2 separate regions of the Astyanax mexicanus genome follow, and region 1 is linked to region 2. The links are chromatin contacts, called in public Hi-C maps. All regions are on one chromosome and are shown on one strand. The core of a region is the stretch at or near the end of the contact, and the rest is flanking DNA. Distances in the headings are between cores, read along the strand shown. Region 1 overlaps tmem229b (transmembrane protein 229B). Region 2 has its middle 21 kb from the start of LOC125781096.

Region 1 (6,405 bases), core at 68-2,567, 220 kb after region 2:
CTGAATTAGAAGGAAAACATGGCAACACCCTTGTTCCTTACTAGTGTCTCATAATGCACCTTATAATCAAATGTGCCTTGTGTATAAAAATAGATCAGAAAAAAGATTATTGATAGTTTATTAACAGTGCACCTTATTATCCACCTTATAGTGTGACAAATATGTTAAGAGTGTGTCTGTGTGTTTTTTTTTTATCATAAAATCATTTTTAAAGTAATTCTCTGGAAAGATATTTCAGGTCTTAGTACTAGAGCTTTGATTTTAAATACTGTTATCTATAAATCGTTAAATTTAGTAGATTTCTGTGAATACTGACCTATATTTCACAGATTTCTATATTTTTATCTATTTGGCAAATTCTCAATATAAATAACTGTACATAGAAAAGTATTTAAATGTCAGTTTTATAAATCTGCCTATACTGGTGCATGTTTTCCACACTGTGTTAAATATTGTGTACTGTAACAAATGTATTTAAATATCAAGAAGTAATATTTTAACATATCGCCCAGCCCTATCTCAGACTGGCTGAAGTAAAATAACTGAAGTTTGGCCTCCACATATACAAGACTTTGTTTAAAGAATCCACTTTCAACAGTGGGCACTGAATAGGAGGAAAATCTATTCTGACCACTACATCTCTGCCTACGCTGCCCCATGGTGTCAACCTGCCCGTCAAGCCAGTTCTGTCCCTTTGTGTGTTTCTCTCATGTTCCTCTGCTTTCTGAGAGACCATTCAGAGGCCCCAGGCCTTGAAGCTTGAAGCTATTCACCTTGGTCAGCATGACGACATCCTTCACTGTGCTGCTTTGCTCTGGCGGGAGGACAGCTCTGCTTACTGACACGCTTTAAGACCACAATGTACCCCCATATGAAACATATATACGGAATTTTGCCCAACAATTTATTTACATTAACCTGAATTTAAAAAAATGTTCTGTGTAATTACACACTCTCACCAGAGAGGTCTCTAAAATCCCCAAATCCCCAAAATATACAGACTATCGCTTTAAGTTGGAAGTCATTCAAGGAAAGCTGAAAATTTGGAGAGGGGAGAAAACATTTACACTCAGAAACACACACACTCTCTCTCTCTCTTTCTCTCTCTCTCTCTCTCTCTCTCTCTCACATATACAAGCACAAAAACACGTGCAAACACACGTGTTGGTGTCACAAAGTGCTAAAAACAAGTTCACACCACACACACACACACCTCTTTGTCTTTGAAAAACAAAACATATCCCTCTGGGAGTGCCATCTGTGTTTCTATTGCTGTTATGTTACAAGAGCGCACCTGTCCTTATATGGAGTCCTAATAGTCTGTGACATGCCACAATGTGGTGGGCGGGGCCTATGCATCTTTCAGGAGTTCAGTGTGGTACACGGCCACGCCCACAGGTGAGCTCATACCATAACAAAGCAGACATAAAGGAGCAGTACCATAAGCAATTAAAGGATTACAGCAAACACCCGCTGACCCACATAATGCTTTTAAAATAGAGAAAAGAACAGAACAGGGGCTGCTGAAAAGAAAGGAAATCAAGAGTGATTTAAAATCATTTAGGGGCATTTAGACACATGTGAGAAGTGGGTAAAAATCCCCTCAGGGCTCCTTTCAAGTCCTGTACTGTTTATGGGATGCAACATAGGAGAATACACAGTTAACTGGAGTATTTTTTATGACTGATTGGTTTATGAGGTGTATTATTTTCAGTGCAATTTGAAAACTATATTTATAGACAGGAGTAACTTTTTTTCTATTTTTCTTAAATTTCCTCTTTAGTTTAGAGAAAATATCTCTTTACACTTGCTCTTGATTCCAGCCCCTGTGGCTTATACACAACTTACTCAATAAAAATTATCGATAGAATGATAGAAAGACCTAATCAACAATATAATGTCCAAAAAAAACGATGAATGTGAATATTAAAGTCAGTAAGTAAGTAAATATTCTGCTATCTGTTGTATAAATAATAATATGTGGGCCATTTCACCGAATGGGTGCCATTTGCTTGTTGTAACGCTTCCAACGCTTTTTTTAAAATTATGAATCTAATAATACATGTATTTAACCAGTCAAAACATGAACTGGCCTAACTCAGGCAGCAAGGGTTCTAAGCCGAAGATGGTTACACATCTCATGTGACTTAATAAGCATGTTTTTCATATTTCACTAATTCCTTTGATTTTCTTTTTAAGAAAGACTGTGTTCAAATAATTTATATTTATGACAAAAAATATCACTCCTGTTACTGGTACTCACTCCTGTTACTCTTTATGTTTCGAGTAACAGGAATGAAAGTAACAGGAATGAGTTTTTTTCCATATAATTACATATGACTGTAAAATGTTCCAGATGTGTCAGATGATCAGGGTAATGTGTTACGGTAACAGGAATGAGTGAACCCAGAGACACAACTAAAATTAGTATTTTCATTTAATTATTATGAAAAAAAAAGCATTAAAGCATTTTAATTTAAAGCATTTGGAGTCACACTACAATGAAAAATATGACATCTCTAAAGGATAAAAAAAATAAATGAAATGTCATGGTAAAGTTTATAATTAGAAAGTGGGGACAGGTAACAAATGCTAATAGTTTTTATTATTTTCTTTTTAATTACTTATGTTACTTTTACAATTAAGTCAATGTACAAGACACTATGCTTAATAATAAAATGTATTTTAAAGTTATTTTGTTTGCACATTTATACATGTAATTAATTTAATGGGGACAGATGGCACCCATTCAGGTGAATGGCCCATAAAGTGGTGGTTACAGCAGCTGAGGGCGCTCAGGCTGCAGTGCTGTGATTTCTGAGGCGGGGAGGTGAGGACATCTAGTGGACAAAACACCGCATCGCACCTTCTGTACGTTTTAGCGTAGATTTTACACAATGATGGTGTTCTGTCGAGTTGTGCTACCCGGCAAAACCGTGCTACCCTAGCGTATATTAAAAGGTAAAAATACAAAATAAGCACAATATTATATCATGTTCCTAGCAGAAGTCTTTTTACTGTTTTTAGATAACCTAAATCACTGTCATTACACTTTTGTTTAATGACAGGGAGTCCAGAGAGAATTGTTAAATGCACAAAAAATTGAATTATTATAAAACACGAGAAATAATATTAAAAAAATGCAGCACAGGTTAACGCATGCGTAGTGTTTTACGGAAGTATGTATCGGTTGGTAGCATAACTCGACATATAAACCCTGTTTTATTATATTCAGTCAATGGTTTCACCTGTCTGATAAAGAAAGCTGAGGCCTAATTGTGAATGTATGCAGACTATAGTCTTTAGGATAGGCTATTATCTAGGAACACAAACGCCATGACTGACAAGCCATTTTTCACAGAAGAAAAGTAAAATGGTAAAATTATATACTTCAATACTTACCTCGCTTTTCTGTTGTTTACGTGCTGTCGACGAACAGGTGAGACTGTGTCCTACAGCCTTAAGAAATAATCAGGTTTTTATGTTTGAGAATAAGTGTTTTGTGTATGTCTACAAAACTTGTTCTCACAGCCCCCTAAAAAGATTATTAGGCTAGAAAAAATCAGCTGGTTTGTCTTTTATCAGCTTCACTTTGCCTTGTGAAAACTGGAACATAAAAAATAAGGAAATACTTAAAAACATGCCAGAAAAAAGCCAAAGAAAAAATACAAGACATAAATCACTTTCCTCAATCTAATAAATCTTAACCCTGGTTTAGAAGATATGCTTTATTTAAAGTAAAAAGTGAAAAATCGAGGAAAATTTCTAATTCATTTATATACAGACAAACACAGACCCAGGGAACTCTTCTAGATATTGTTTGCTTTTAGATGTACATATTTATACATTATATATATATATATATATATATATATATATATATATATATATATATATATATATATATATATATATATATATGTTGGTCCACTTCTCACAGTGGATCAGCACCAGCAGATGACATCCTCTCCAAACTATTACTGACCATCAGAAAATTTTGTATTTCATTTGGATATCAAGAGACCAGAGTCTGGAGGAAGAGTGGAGAGACACACAGTCCAACCAAAGTTTCTGCAATCAGTGATGGTTTGGAGAGCCAAGTCATCTGCTGGTGTTGGTCCACTGTGTTATATAAATTCCAAAGTCAGTGCAGTGTTTTCCTGGAAAATCTTCATGCTTTCGTCTGCTGACAACTTTTATAGAGATGCGGATTTCATTTTCCTGCAGGATTAGGCACACTGCCAACAGTAAAATATAATATTTAAATTTTTTGAGACACTGATTTTGACTTTTCATTGGCTGTAAGCCATAATCACCAACAATAAAAAATAAGAAATAAACACAACCGATCACTCTGTGTGTAATACATCTATATAATATGAGTTTCACTTTTTGAAATAAATGACTGAAATAAAGTACATTTTCAATGGTATTCTAATTTTTTTAAGGTCCACTCAAAAATCCATCATACAGACTCAAAACTGAATGTGTTCAGAATGGTTCATGTTCATGGTAACTCATGTACTATTCAATATGTAGCACGTACTATATATAGTGAACTGACTAGGGAATGACCAACAGCAAACGTCTTTAATCTGTACTGCTCGAGGGACGTTTGACACATAACCACCACACTGCATTATGGGTGTTTAATAGTGAACTATACAGGCAATAAAATGTTTTTAAATAATGTTAAAATTTTAAACAGCACTACATCATTGCTGGCTGTTGCAATGGACACTGCTATCCCACAATGCAATGCAAAACAGAAAGAGGGGGGGGGGGGGGGTTCTCATGTCTTGAACAATAGTAGAAAAAAAGACAGATAATGATTCAAGTTATTAGCTTATTAGTTTCTGTTAAGGCAAACAACAGGTAGTACTTAACATTTTGTGTACTAACCTTCCGAAACCCACACTATTAAGACTATTAGACTATAGTATATATGTTAGAGTATTACTGTGTATTATTGAGACACAGCTGTAGTCTAAATTTGAAATAGTTTTATAGTTTTATAGTGATCAAGTGACCTGACTGTCAGTATTTTAGGATTTATGCTTCTGCACACTGCATAGGATCTGAGATTCAGATTAAATTCTGCTGAAAAATCAAATCCTCTCTGTTTTCCTGGCTTTTACGCTGATTTGCCAAAATTTAGACAGTCGGGCAACCTTCCCTCGGCTCAAATCTCAGAGGAATTAAATACATCACCTGCTCTGGTATTATCACATGACCTTCTGCTGAGGTGAAAGTAAATCACTGTGATGATTTCATACAGCACCACATCATGCACCAGGTGGCAGTGATGGTGGCTACACATAACCTCACACCAATTTTCATAAATACACTGTATAAATCAGTTGCAAATGAAAACAAATAAAATGGATTGGTGTGGATTGGAGTATGTACTAGTATCTGGTATGTGGTAATATTATATAATAACAGTTACTAATGCATCTCAAAAAAATAGAATATCATTGAAAAATTACTTTATTTCAGTAATTCAGTTCAAAATGTGAAACTCATATATTGTATAGATGTATTACACAGAGCGTGATCTATTTTAAGCATTTATTTATTTTATTGTTGGCTTACAGCCAATAAAACCCAAAAATCAGTGTTTTAGCAAATGAGAAATGGTGAGGAATAATAATTCAGTTTGTTGTTTGATTTGTTTTCATTTATTAATTTATGTATAGTAAATTATTGTGAATTATCATAGGTGAATCATGAACTGTATTGTGTGAAAAAAAATCAAGCTAAAGATAATTTTACGGAGAAAAATATTATATTTTAATTAGTGCTGGATTGTTTGGCCTGGGAACATTATTGCTGTTCCTTCACCTTGCAGATAATGGGAGGGTTTAATCTGCAAAAATATATTTCTTTTTTTCTTTCAGACATATTTAAGAAATACATTTTTGAACAAAACCAATCAAAATGTTTTTGGGAATTAGCTGCCATGTTTGTAATAATTAAAAAGACAGTTTACAGCCCACATCAACAGAATAGGCAAATTAGAAAAAATAAATACTATTTATATAAAAAAAACATCACATGCAATATGTATAGTCGTTTAAGCATTTGGGGTGAAAATAAACAACTGAATCTATAGTATGTTCGTTTTTTTTTTTCTTAAACAGTGCTTTTACACCAAACCACTCTAAATGTACACCTGAGGAATTCCCTTATAATGTATTACTGAGAAAGAGTTCTAATTAAAGACAGGTGTAAATTTCTGACAATGCAACAGATTTTCAGGTGGCGCCAAATAAATATGACGATGATAATATCAAAACGGTGCAATAATGGCTTTAATTAATGAACAGATGGGATATTTAGGTTTTTAATACAAAACATCATCAGCCACTTTCAACAGAATCAAAAACAGATGTTTGAAGCTTT
Region 2 (6,134 bases), core at 2,190-4,689:
ATTCCATTCTTTCTGGAAAGACGTCCTAAAATGTGCAACATTACAGGTTGTTGTAAAATGTTCATTTCAAACCTCTTTACACATTCTCTATTGGGTGGATGGATCTGGTGCAACTTCACTGCACAACAAGGTGCCTGGCAATGAATCCAGTGACCAAAGCCAAATAACCAAAGCTTTTGGCACTCAGGCCTTCATCAGGGTTAAAAGACAAAAGTTAATAACATCCCAGTTTTTAAAACACACATGATTACAAAACAACCAATAGGAACACTCCAAGTACTGAAGGTCACATAATTAGCCAATGATTGAACACAGGGAAGCCACTTCCACCTAAAATTTCTTAAAAGTCCTTCTGAAATTCACAAACACAGTTAGTTATCAATTTTATGATGAAAATACTTTTGTTCAAGAGAAAAAACAGAGAAAAAACAGTCAAACTGACAATACAGACATCCATTTCTCCAAATTCCCTAAAAAACTCTTTTCTTTTACTTGGTTGGTTGTTTTGTAATCATGTGTGTTTGAAAAACTGGAATGTTATAAAAGTTTTGTCTTTTAACACTGATGACTGCCTGAGTGGCGAAACGCGTTGGTTATTTTTTTGTATCTCTAACAAAGTTCTAATAAAGTTCTCCAGTCAACAAGTGCTGCTGTTTTTTTTTACTATTTTTGATCACATTCTCTATTGGGGACAGGTCAAGACTGTAGGCCTGTCAGGTTTCTGCACTCTCTTCCTCCACAGCCATTCCTTTGTAATGTGTGCAGCATTTGGTTTTGCATTGTCTTGATGAAGAATGCTTGGGACATCCCTGGAAAGGTCTGTCTGGAAGGCAGCGTCTGTGGTTTTGAGGTCCAATTATTGCACATTTCTGCATTACTGCTGCCACAACAGAAGTGTACTGACTTGTTGCAGAAGAGTTTAGATAGTTCTTCTCATCTGTGGCACACACCACCTGTTTTTTTTCTAAAAGAAAGATCTGAAATTCTGATTTATCTGAACACAAAACACTTTTCCACTGTGTGATGGTGTATACCAGATGCTGCTTCTGGACGTGGTTAACATATGGTTTCTGTTTTGCACAGTAAAGATTTAAGTGGGGGTTGTGAATGTAACTTCATATTGTAGTGCTTTACAAAGTTTGCCAAAAAAATCCCTTGTTCATGTGGTTCTAAAAGCTATCGCTGAATGACAGTTCTTGATCCAGTGCTTGGTGCAGTTCTCACAAATTTGTTCCCCTGCCCATCTTTGCTCCTTAAAGACTAAGGCTTTCGTGGCATGATTACAGTGATCTGTCAACTATCTGTTAATAATCACATCTTTTTTTAGTTTTCTAAATTGGCCCAACACTATTTGTTTATGAGTAAATGTAAGAAATACTGCATTTTTTCATTTGGTCCTATTTTGTCACCACTGATAGAACAGTTAACAGTGGCTGTTAAATCAAATCACATACATCAGTTTAATTTAAACTTTAGTTCAACAACCAAATTATAGGTTGGATAGGTAATTATCCTAATGAGTAAGGTAAAGAAAGACTCAACGCATTTTGCATGACCTAATTTGGATATCAAATATTCTCAAGTAAACTAACACACAGGGAACAAAGGCTAACTGTAGTGGGGTAACGATTTAGACAGTAGAACAAATTCTAGAATAATTGTGTAATGATGTTCCTTTGCAGCCAACCAAATTACTGACTAATCACTTTGCACAAATCAGGGTTTAAGCAGCCAGTTGACAAGATAATACTTGCCAATTAGAGCATAAGGAGAGGGCAGAAATCTAACAGCCAACCGTGTTAAACGAGTCGAATGAACAAACTGAATTCACTGAACAACCAAACCCAAGTGCAGGATTCAGGCTGGGAGTAAGATCAATCAGAGGACAGGGTCCCACTAACCAATCAGAGCGCATATGTCAACACAATTACCATTCAGGATTCAATCAACCAATTGCTTAATTGGATCTATTACAAAATGTCTATCAGAGATTTTAGACTTTTCTATTTGCACTTTAATTATAATTTTTTATAATCTCTTTATTTTGCTTTTCAATAATTTAAAAAGTTTAGCTCAAAAATGCATTCTCTAAATTATGAATTCTCATCTAAATAATTGCGTAAATAATTGCATTTGTAAGATTCATTCTAACATAAGATATAATGAAATATATAATAATAATAATAATAGTGTCCATTATACAGTGACCTGCCACAAACTCGCTCAAACTCTAACCTCACAAGAGAGCACCTTACCTTACTCTTAAAACATTCCAAAGCCGTCCTTTGGGGCATCACTTCATGATTCGTTTATATTTGCCATGTTAGTGTATTAATATGCAAGGTTCTTGTCAGGAAAACCCAGGCAGGGTGACGAGGAAAGCGGACACAAGTGCAGGTAAGGGCGAAATAAATAAATAATTTATTAAATAAATAACAAAGAAACAAGGAAACGAGGAACAAGTAAACATGTAAAAAGATAAACGAATAACCAAAACAAACCAGTGAAACAAAAGAACATAAGCTAAGCCAACAAGAGATAAAGATAATAAATAAACAGGGAATATATATAAGGGAAGAAACTAGAAATAAACAAGGAAAATAACTATAAACGAGAAAACAAGAAATAAACAAGAAACAAGGAACTAAGGCTATGAGAGAACAAGGAAACACTGAGAAAAGCTATTAAACACTGAGAGAGACAAACGACAGGTGAAGGGGCAAAGACCGACGGAGACTAAGTGGCAGAGGAGGGCTATTTAACAAACAGGAAACACACTAGAATTGGAAACACCTGCGGCAGGGGCGGAGCTAAAAATGAGAAACACATGGAAAAGTACTGAGACAGAACACAGGGGCACAGGTCACGTGGGACACACACAGAGACATGAGACAGGGCTAAGACCTGACAGTTCTGTAGGAATAACATATGTAATGGGCATGTACCTGTAATGTAACTAAGCCTATGTAATTGTAGATAAAAATATAACATTTGAAAAAGTCTTACAATGAAGTTTTAATTCTAAATTATATTACTTTGATGTACTTTGATTAGTGATATACATTCTAAAAATGCAACAACTAATGAATATTCAATTTTGGTTCACCAGAGATGTTTTGTTGTCCCTCTGGGCCTCTAGTGGGGTAAGCTATCCTTTTTAAAAATGGTAAAATGTATAAACCCTAGCGCTTGGTTGGTCTGCTGTTGAACATAGCTGTTGAACATAGCTCTTTCTGTGAGCACTAGGTGGCACTTGTGCTCCACATGTTGGACAGGAAATGTTAAAAACCTTAAACAGAACCAAACCAGCACACATGGAGTTAAGTTTTCTTCACCACTGCACAGCCACAGCTCACAGCCCTCAGGAGCAAACACAGAGTGAGGAGCAGGAGCAGGGTGCTGGGTCAGTGAGTGAGTGAATGAGTGAGTGAGGGGTTGGTTGGTGACTCACGTTCAGGCTCAGGGGAGTGTGTCTAGAGCACGCAGGCCTGAACAAACTCGTTACTCCCAGTCCCAGGCCCTGCTGGTACAGCTTCAGACTCTGGCTCACAGGTTTAACCACCGCAGAGTGGAACATCTCAATTTCAGGAAACACTGCACATGATTCTACAGATAATAATGTGAGAAGATCATACAGATGACCGAATGCTGTGATGATAAACAGAACACAGTGTCACTGATGTGAAGCACCACCTCGTTGTGTTTGAACTCTACCTATTAGTAGAGACTGGGACTCGAGTTTAAGATTACAGTGTCTCAATATACTGCAGTATACAATGAATTGTAAGCCTTGTATTGCAAAGTTGTTGCAGAACGATAACAGATCAATGGCACTGTCCTGGTTAGGTTGGCTAGGTTCTGTGGTTTGATATGATATGGGGATTATAGCTATAGTTCACTCCAGTCTTTAGTTATTAACCTCAGAAGACTGGAATCCAGCTAGCAGCTCAATGCTAGCTAACAGCCAAACTTAGTAGTAGGTTTGGAACATATTAGCGCCAATGCTAACTGAATTCTGAACTGAATTAATCGTTGATTTTTGATATCAGCTAGTTAGATAGAGTACTTACTTACTTTTTATTACACTTCTATATCGCCTTTCTGCCACTTAAGGCACTCAAGGACACTTACAATTACATTTCACACACACTCAACACACACCAGTGAGAAGCGGCAGCCAATCACCCACAGCATACTCTCAACCGGAATGACCGTCCACCTGGAGGACTGCCAATCAATATCTGGGCATACATTCACACACACATTCACACTTTTAGGGTAAATTTAGATTATCCAATTTTACCAGATGTCCATGTTTTTTGGACTATGGGAGGAAACCGGAGTCCCTGAAGGAAAACCACCCAGATAGGGACTTGAACCCAAGACCCCAGTGCTGGGAAGTGACTGTGCTAACAACTACATCAGCGTGGTGTAGGAGGTCAAGCAGTGCTGTTTTCTTTTGTTTTAATTTTTTTTTTGTGATTAATTAATCAAAATTTTCATTTTTCTGGACTTATTTTTTGAATATGTGGTTTACATTTATATGTTTTGCCTTTGTTTGGATTTGGTTGCTCTTAATAAACTCAGTTTTATCTCACTATCTATGAGTATTTGGTCAATCAGCCTGATGTTACATGTTACCTGTCTGTGGCATGAATAAATCACAACATGATGGAGAATAGTAACTGATTGGCCAAAAGACCAAAAGAGGTGCTCACAGGCCTGGATCGACAAAATCATGTCTAGATTTATTAGCAGTGTAAAGAAAAATTAGATGGTTCTGACTTTTAAATTTTAGGAAGTTATTGGAGGTGGAAGGCTATTGTCGACCATTAAACAATAGAAGAAGAAAGAGAACTGGTGTAGTGTTGTGACAAAATCTTACTCCTCTTCATGTGCAAGCATGTTGTGCAGGAGTATTTGTTTAAAAGCTTATACTTGCAGCTGCTGTATCTACTGTAACTGTAGACTAACGTTTATATATAAGCAGAAATTATATATAAAGAAATCTGAGAGAAATCATTTGCATTTCTTCTGTATTAATTATCCGTGCACTTGCAGGAAGTCAAATTCTAACAGGGAGGAGAGCAGAATTTGGCACAACACCTGGAATAGCAACATGCAAAACTGACAACATTCTTCAAGCCAATCAGTGTCAAGTATAGGTAGACATTATCAAAGAAAATGATGATGAAAGGGCATAACAAAGTTATTTAGTGCAATTCATGAAATCTAAACTAAATGTGAAGAATGTAACAACAGCAAATACCTTGGTTCAAACTCTGGTTGGGACTTTCAGGTGTAAAAACATCCATACTTTATTTTGTGCACTTTTTTTATTTATTTATGATAGATGTGTATTCCTCTACACAAGTTAAAATGATACCATAACGTATTTGGGTTCATAATCACATCATTTATTCTGTTAGCTCAGAACCTGGACCACTTTCCACTTCCTCACTTCTCAAACGTTTTGAGTATTTGAGCTCCTGTTCTAATAGACGCCAAGAATCTCCACTGCAACTCTACAGGACATTAGGCAGCTTATTCCTCACTCCCGTCTATTTAAAACATTGAAACGCTTTGTTTTTCCTGTAGAGCAGCTTAAAATTCTTCACTGTCATTCTTCACTGTTCTTCAGTATGTATGCAACAGGGAAAGATGACCCTTATTCAGAAGGCATGTTGCCACCGGGGCAAAAGTTGACCTCTTGCAGGCACTTGTGTGCCAGGGGCAACAAAGGCATGTCAGCTTGATGGGAACCATTTACAGGACGACTGCAGGATATGAAAGGGATTGTTCAGAATATCATTTCTTTTTTTTAACAGTTTGTTGGCCACTGGAGTAATTGGTGTGGTGCAACTGTCTAAGCATTGGCCCTTTCATCAGAGAGTGCGGGCCATCATGTGTGTGAGTTCATGACCCTGTTTACATGTGGTTTGAGTATGTGGATGCAGGGAATGTAGCTAACATGTTTGTAGCTGGCCAAAAATGGATCTTGTCCATATTTTTTTCGTCTTTGTCTTGGAAATACATCTGTCAAAAAACATTTTATTTTTATTTTTAATTAGTTTATTCCCAATTTCAAAATTGTTCCCATTTTCTACCAATTTAGCGGTATATCCCTATCACTA

The links. Hi-C and Micro-C count contacts between places; a contact is called where the count stands out from the background.
Region 1: a contact with region 2 is called in a Hi-C map of muscle, with 19 times the contacts expected there. The contact joins two enhancer-like sites. A contact is called at or near these places in 2 of 3 Hi-C or Micro-C datasets (both in muscle).

Annotation. Positions count from the first base shown.
Region 1 is chr14:24,264,549-24,270,953 of AstMex3_surface, forward strand. It overlaps tmem229b (transmembrane protein 229B), which reads right to left. Exons shown (of 2, transcript XM_007252559.4): 2 at 6,297-6,405. Among protein-coding and RNA genes, the nearest start is that of LOC111193212, 21 kb to the right of the region's middle. Within about 2 kb of position 1,318, the one cell type or tissue checked has an H3K27ac peak away from gene starts, as active enhancers do.
Region 2 is chr14:24,043,017-24,049,150 of AstMex3_surface, forward strand. No RefSeq gene overlaps it. Among protein-coding and RNA genes, the nearest start is that of LOC125781096, 21 kb to the left of the region's middle. Within about 2 kb of position 3,440, the one cell type or tissue checked has an H3K27ac peak away from gene starts, as active enhancers do.